Regions from separate parts of the Mus musculus genome. Here region 1 is linked to region 2. A link is a contact called in public ChIA-PET data. All regions are on one chromosome and are shown on one strand. Each heading gives the region's core, a stretch centred on a gene start, on an enhancer-like site or on the middle of the called end of the contact. The rest is flanking DNA. Distances are from core to core; before and after follow the strand shown.

Evidence for each region. ChIA-PET counts read pairs in DNA pulled down with a chosen protein or histone mark.
Region 1: a contact with region 2 is called in an RNA polymerase II ChIA-PET map of memory CD8 T cells, with 14 read pairs. The contact joins two enhancer-like sites. A contact is called at or near these places in 1 of 484 Hi-C or Micro-C datasets (CD4 T cells) and 1 of 115 datasets of contacts at active chromatin or transcription factors (memory CD8 T cells).

What each region holds. Positions count from the first base shown.
Region 1 is chr10:21,905,701-21,908,588 of GRCm38.p6, forward strand. The region is part of intron 1 of Sgk1 (serum/glucocorticoid regulated kinase 1); the gene reads left to right. Among named protein-coding and RNA genes, the nearest start is that of Gm46215, 25 kb to the left of the region's middle. Within about 2 kb of position 1,576, at least 95 of the 459 cell types and tissues checked have an H3K27ac peak or open chromatin away from gene starts, as enhancers often do.
Region 2 is chr10:21,247,441-21,250,140 of GRCm38.p6, forward strand. The region is part of intron 1 of Gm33728 (a long non-coding RNA gene); the gene reads right to left. Among named protein-coding and RNA genes, the nearest start is that of Gm33728, 3.5 kb to the right of the region's middle. Within about 2 kb of position 1,306, at least 6 of the 459 cell types and tissues checked have an H3K27ac peak or open chromatin away from gene starts, as enhancers often do.

The DNA of each region.
Region 1 (2,888 bases), core at 326-2,825, 660 kb after region 2:
AGAAAATGCCTTATAGCTGGATCTCATGAAGGCATTTCCTCAACTGAGGCTCCTTCCTCTCTGGTGATTCTAGGTTGTGTCACCTTCACACACAAAACTAGTTGGTACAGAGAGCAGAGTAGCCTGTAAACAGGATGTGGTCTTGTGGGCGCTGTACATCTAAAGTACAGTGAGATTTTCATTATAGGGAGACCTATCAGCCTGATGTTCTTCCTTAGCCCTAAAATTCAGACAGAACTATTAAGCATAGATAAATTTTTTGCCTCAGGCCAGCTTTTTCTTTTTTTTTTTTATTATTTTATTTTTTTTGTTAACAAAAGGGAGGAGATGTAGTCTCCCCTCCCCCAGCCTGAAACCTGCTTGCTCAGGGGTGGAGCTTCCTGCTCAATCGTTCTACCATGCCCACTGCTGGAACCTGCCGCTTTGCTGTTTGGAGCCGTGCATGTGGTCACCCTGCTATTGGACCCCAAGACTAATTGGCGGGAATCGGGCCCCCTTCCCCTGCTTTATAATTGCGTGCGGAACAGTAAAATTGAACTTTGATCAGAATGACTGTCTTAGCTACATTTCTTTATCTCGCCACCTAGCCCCTCTTCTCTTCCAGGTTTCCAAAATGTCTTTCCAGGCTAAAACCCATGTTGTGATCTGCTGGCCGGACACAACATAGTACAAAACTCTAAACTAACTAAAATAAAACCTTAAATTAACATAAAATATACTGCTAGCAGTTTTATCTGGAGTATATTTGAGAGTATAGATCTGGGGGTATATTGAGTTGAGTCAATTACATCATTGAAATCAGTTTTCTGCTGGCAGAGGCAGGCAGATCTCTGTGAATTTGAGGCCAGCCTGGTCTCTGTATCAAGTTCTAGGACAGCAGAGCAACATAATGATACCCTGTCTCAAAAAACAAAACAAAACAAACAAACAAACAAAACCCAGCTAATTATTTTCATTTTCCCTTTTCCTTTATTCAGTGCAGAATCTATAAAATGATTTCTGAGTTTCACATGCTATCCCTATGGGAAGCACACTTCTCGCCAGACTGTGCACTTCTCAGTAGTGAACGTGGGTTCAATTATTTATCTAGACAGCCCCTCAAGGAATATTCATTTGTCCACGGTAAAGACTGAGTTCTGCTTAAATTCATTGACATTTTCTGAACGTTTTCTAAAATCATACTTTGCAATTTTAACAGGCTGCTCCCCCCCCCCCAACCCCACTTCCCCTTCTAAAAGACACAGCCAGAACTCCACAGTAAAACTAAGACATAGTTTTCTCCCTGGGCTGGGAAGGCTGAGAGCATGGGACCTGTGGAGTAGCCTGGCAAACGGGCTCAGCCACTGCTGCCTCAGACTCGACTCAGGCAGGTGTCTGTTTCCAAAACAAGACCTCCGACTGCAGAGTCACAGCAGGACAAGAGGATCTTTGTGGCTTCACATGGGGTCTGTGGAAAAACTCAGAGGTTAAAGTTGAAATGAAACTGATATCCAAAGGGCCTTTGTAGTTACTGCAGGCTCTGCCGCTCTGCTCTGCCTAGCACCTACAAGGGTTTGTGAGTAAGGAAGTAAACTGTGGTTTCCTTACTGATGGAAACTTCCCAGTGTTGGCTTAGATGTATTGAATACAGAGCCAGAGAGAGGGCTGAAGGGTAAAGTGCTTGTCACTTCCACGACAGAGTTTAATCTCTCAGCCCCTCATGGTGAAAGGAGAGAATAGACTCCAGCAAAGTGTCCTCTGACTTCCATATGCACACTACTGTGTGTGTGTGTGTGTGTGTGTGTGTGTGTGTGTGTGTGTATGTGTGTGTACATGCATGGCTTATAAAACAAAATTAGGGGGCTGGAGAGATGCCTCAGCAGTTAAGAGCACTGACTGCTCTTCCAGAGGTCCTGAGTTCAATTCCCAGCAACCGCATGGTGGCTCACAACCATCTGTAATGAGATCTGATGCCCTCTTCTACTGAGTCTGAAGAGAGCAACAGTGTACTCATATACATAAAATAAATAGATAAATCTTTAAAACAAAATTAGATCCTATGGACAGTGCCAAAGACATGAAGCTTTTACAGTAGGAGAAAAAAATGCTTAGCACTTCCTAACACCCCATCTTATGACAGTCTTCCCTTGGTTTAGTGGCTGTCTCATGGCCTATTCAGCCCTTGTTCCAATGACTCCTTCTTGTGTGAGGGACCTTACCACAGAATGTTAGAAGCACCTCTCTGCCACTTACAGTACCTGTGCTTGTAAGCTTTGCTTGTAAGCTTTGCTTCGGAAAGGGTGTGGCTTTAATGGCTCTCTCTCCAGGTTCCTCTCTACTTCTTTCTCATGTCACTGCTTCCTCCAGCCCTGCCTGTTCCTGTTGGCCTCCAAGCTGACGACCTGTCAGAGGGCTCAGCTGAATGTCTTATGGCCAAATTCCTCCCAAAGTATTCTCAGAAGGTTGTAGATCAAATGCATCTCCCCGGATTCCTGTGTTTGGAAATGATCTCCACATTCCCTGATAATTAATGTATTTGGAGATACAGCCTTTGAAAATAGCTATAGCAGCAGTTCTCAACTTTCTACATGCTGCAGTTCCTTAATGCTGCAGTTCCTGGTGTTGTGGTGACCCACCCTCTACCCCTCCCCCCAACCATAACATTGTTTCGTTGCTATTTCATAGTTCTGCTTCTGTTATGAATTATAATGTAAATATCTGATGTGCAGCCCCATGGGTCTCAACCTACAGGTTGAGAATCACTGACCTAGAGCATCCAAGGATGCTACCAAGTATCACCAGCAAGTCTGACTGTGCACAGCAACCTAACAGACGTGGTGTTAGAGGCTCAGAAGCAGTTAACTGGTGCAGCATATGCATACATACCCACACGGGATCTATGGGACTAC
Region 2 (2,700 bases), core at 56-2,555:
GTAAAAGATTTATACAAACTTGGTGGTTTAAGACAGCGCATGCTTATTACAATGTATTTTTATAAATCAGAAATCTGAGAGGCTTCACCAGGCTAAAACTTAGGATGTTGGTATGGCTGCATACAATTTCCCAAAGCCCTGAGGTAGAATCTGTTTCTTTGACATCTGCAGCTTCTAGGGTCTGTACATACTCCTTAGGTCGCAGGCTCTTCCTCCCCCTTTAATCCCCACAGTGGTAGACTGACTGTGTAAGTCACATCTTTATAATCCTGCTCCCTGCTGGTTCAAACATCTTCCTCTGATTTTGACATTGGCCTGGGAAGGTTCTCTGCTTTTAAGAACTCATGTGATTAGATTAAAATCACCTAACAAAAAACAAAAAACATAACAAAGCCAAAACTAAATAGTAACCAGCCGACCAACCAAACAACCAACAACCAACCAACCAACCTATAAGCAACCAAACCAACTAACCAACCAAACAACAATGAACCAATTAACAAACAGCAAAACAACAACCAAACAACTACCCAAACAAGTAACCAACCAACCAACAACCAATCAACTAAACAATGAACAACCAACCAACCAACCAACCAATAACCAATAGCCAGCCAACCAAACTAGCAACAACCAAACAACAACCAATAACCAATCAACTAAACAAGCAACAGTCAACCAACCAACCAACCAACAAACAAACCCAAAAACCAAAACAGAACAACGTCTCAAAGTTCTTTCTCCTAATGTCTTCTAACATTCGGAACTCAGGAACTGGACACCCAGGAAAGCCATTACTCTATTCAACATGTTGTAAAGCCGTGTTCTTCTGAGGATAAACAGTCCCGTGTTTTCTTTCAAAGCAATGGCCAATGTTTTGTGCAACCTCGAATATAGATTATCACAAAGTCCACACACACAAATTGCATTTTAATAGAGATGTATACAGGAGATTTTACTGAAAACCAAATAGTACAACAAGGCAAATCAGGAATGCCATCATCCTTGAGCAAGCCATGAGCTGTTACAAATCCTGGAAGCTCTTCTCTTAGGAGCACAGCCTATCGCAGGGTTGACAACTATCTGAGCAGTGTATCTTGTCAACTGGAGTCTGAATTCGTTTATTTGTGGCCACTTCATTAGTACTACATTTCAATTTTACTTTCATAAAACTCTTCCTTTTGGCTCTTGACCTCTTTCTATTATAAGACTCAAATAACAAGTCCGGGTATGTGTTATTCCTGGGCCAGAGTACGTTAGTGACAATTTCCAGTGTGGGTGGATCTGAGGTTCTGAAGGTTGAATGAATCTTTCCAGTTTGCTTTTCTATCAACATCAAAGGCTCTCTTGTCACAAGCACCCCACTTGCTTCAGCTTCATGGCTATTATGTAAGAAGTTCTCAACCTTAAGATCTTTCACAGAGGTCTTCTTTCATACGTTTATGTCTTCAGTTAATTAAAGGAAGGCTTTTCCCACTAACTACCCATGTCAGACCTGCACAGGAGGCTTCAATGTGTGTTGACACATTGCATTTAATCCTGAGTGCATCACAGGTCTCAGCCATACCCTCCAGGGATCACACCCCCACATTACAGGTAAGACTTAGCTGTGTTTAACATTGACCATATTTAGCAATATCCAACCCTCATCAATTGTCAAAGATCTGCCAATATGAAGATGACTATGCTTAGGTGGATGCAAACAATATTATAATGTTTTCAGAGCCACTAAGACCACCACTATAAGTAAATTATAGCCATTTACACGACTGGGCCCTTATTACTTTTACTTTTAAAAAGGCTTTTTAAAGTTATATTGTGTAGAAATTGCAGCTAAAGATGCCCATTCTTTGGCTAAGATCAAAAATTCAGGTGACAGCAGATGCTGGCGAGGATGTGGAGAAAGAGGAACACTCCTCCATTGTTGGTGGGATTGCAGGCTTGTACAACCACTCTGGAAATCAGTCTGGCGGTTCCTCAGAAAATTGGACATAGTACTATCGGAGGATCCTGCAATACCTCTCCTGGGCATATATCTAGAAGATGTTTCAACTGGTAATAAGAACACATGCTCTACTATGTTCATAGCAGCCTTATTTATAATAGCCAGAAGCTGGAAAGAATCCAGATGTCCCTCAACAGAGGAATGGGTACAGAAAATGTGATACATTTACACAATGGAGTACTACTCAGCTATTAAAAACAATGAATTTATGAAATTCTTGGGAAAATGGATGGACCTGGAGGGCATCATCCTTAGTGAGGTAACCCAATCACAAAAGAAGTCATTAGATATGCATTTACTGATAAGTGGATACTAGCCCAGAAACTTAGAATATCCAAGATACAATTTGCAAAACACAAGAAAATCAAGAAGGAAGACCAACATGTGGATACTTCATTCCTCCTTATAATAGGAAACAAAATACCCATGAAAGGAGTTACAGAGACAAAGTTTGGAGCTAAGACCAAAAGGATGGACTATCCAGAGACTACCCCACCAGGGGATCCATCACATAATCAGCCACCAAACCCAGACACTATTGCATACACCAGCAATTTTGTTGAAGGGACCCTGATATAGCTGTCTCGTATGAGGCTATGCCAATGCCTGGCAAATACAGAAGTGGATGCTCACAGTCATCTATAGGATGGAACACAGGGCCTCCAATGGAGGAGCTAGAGAAAGTACCCAAGGAG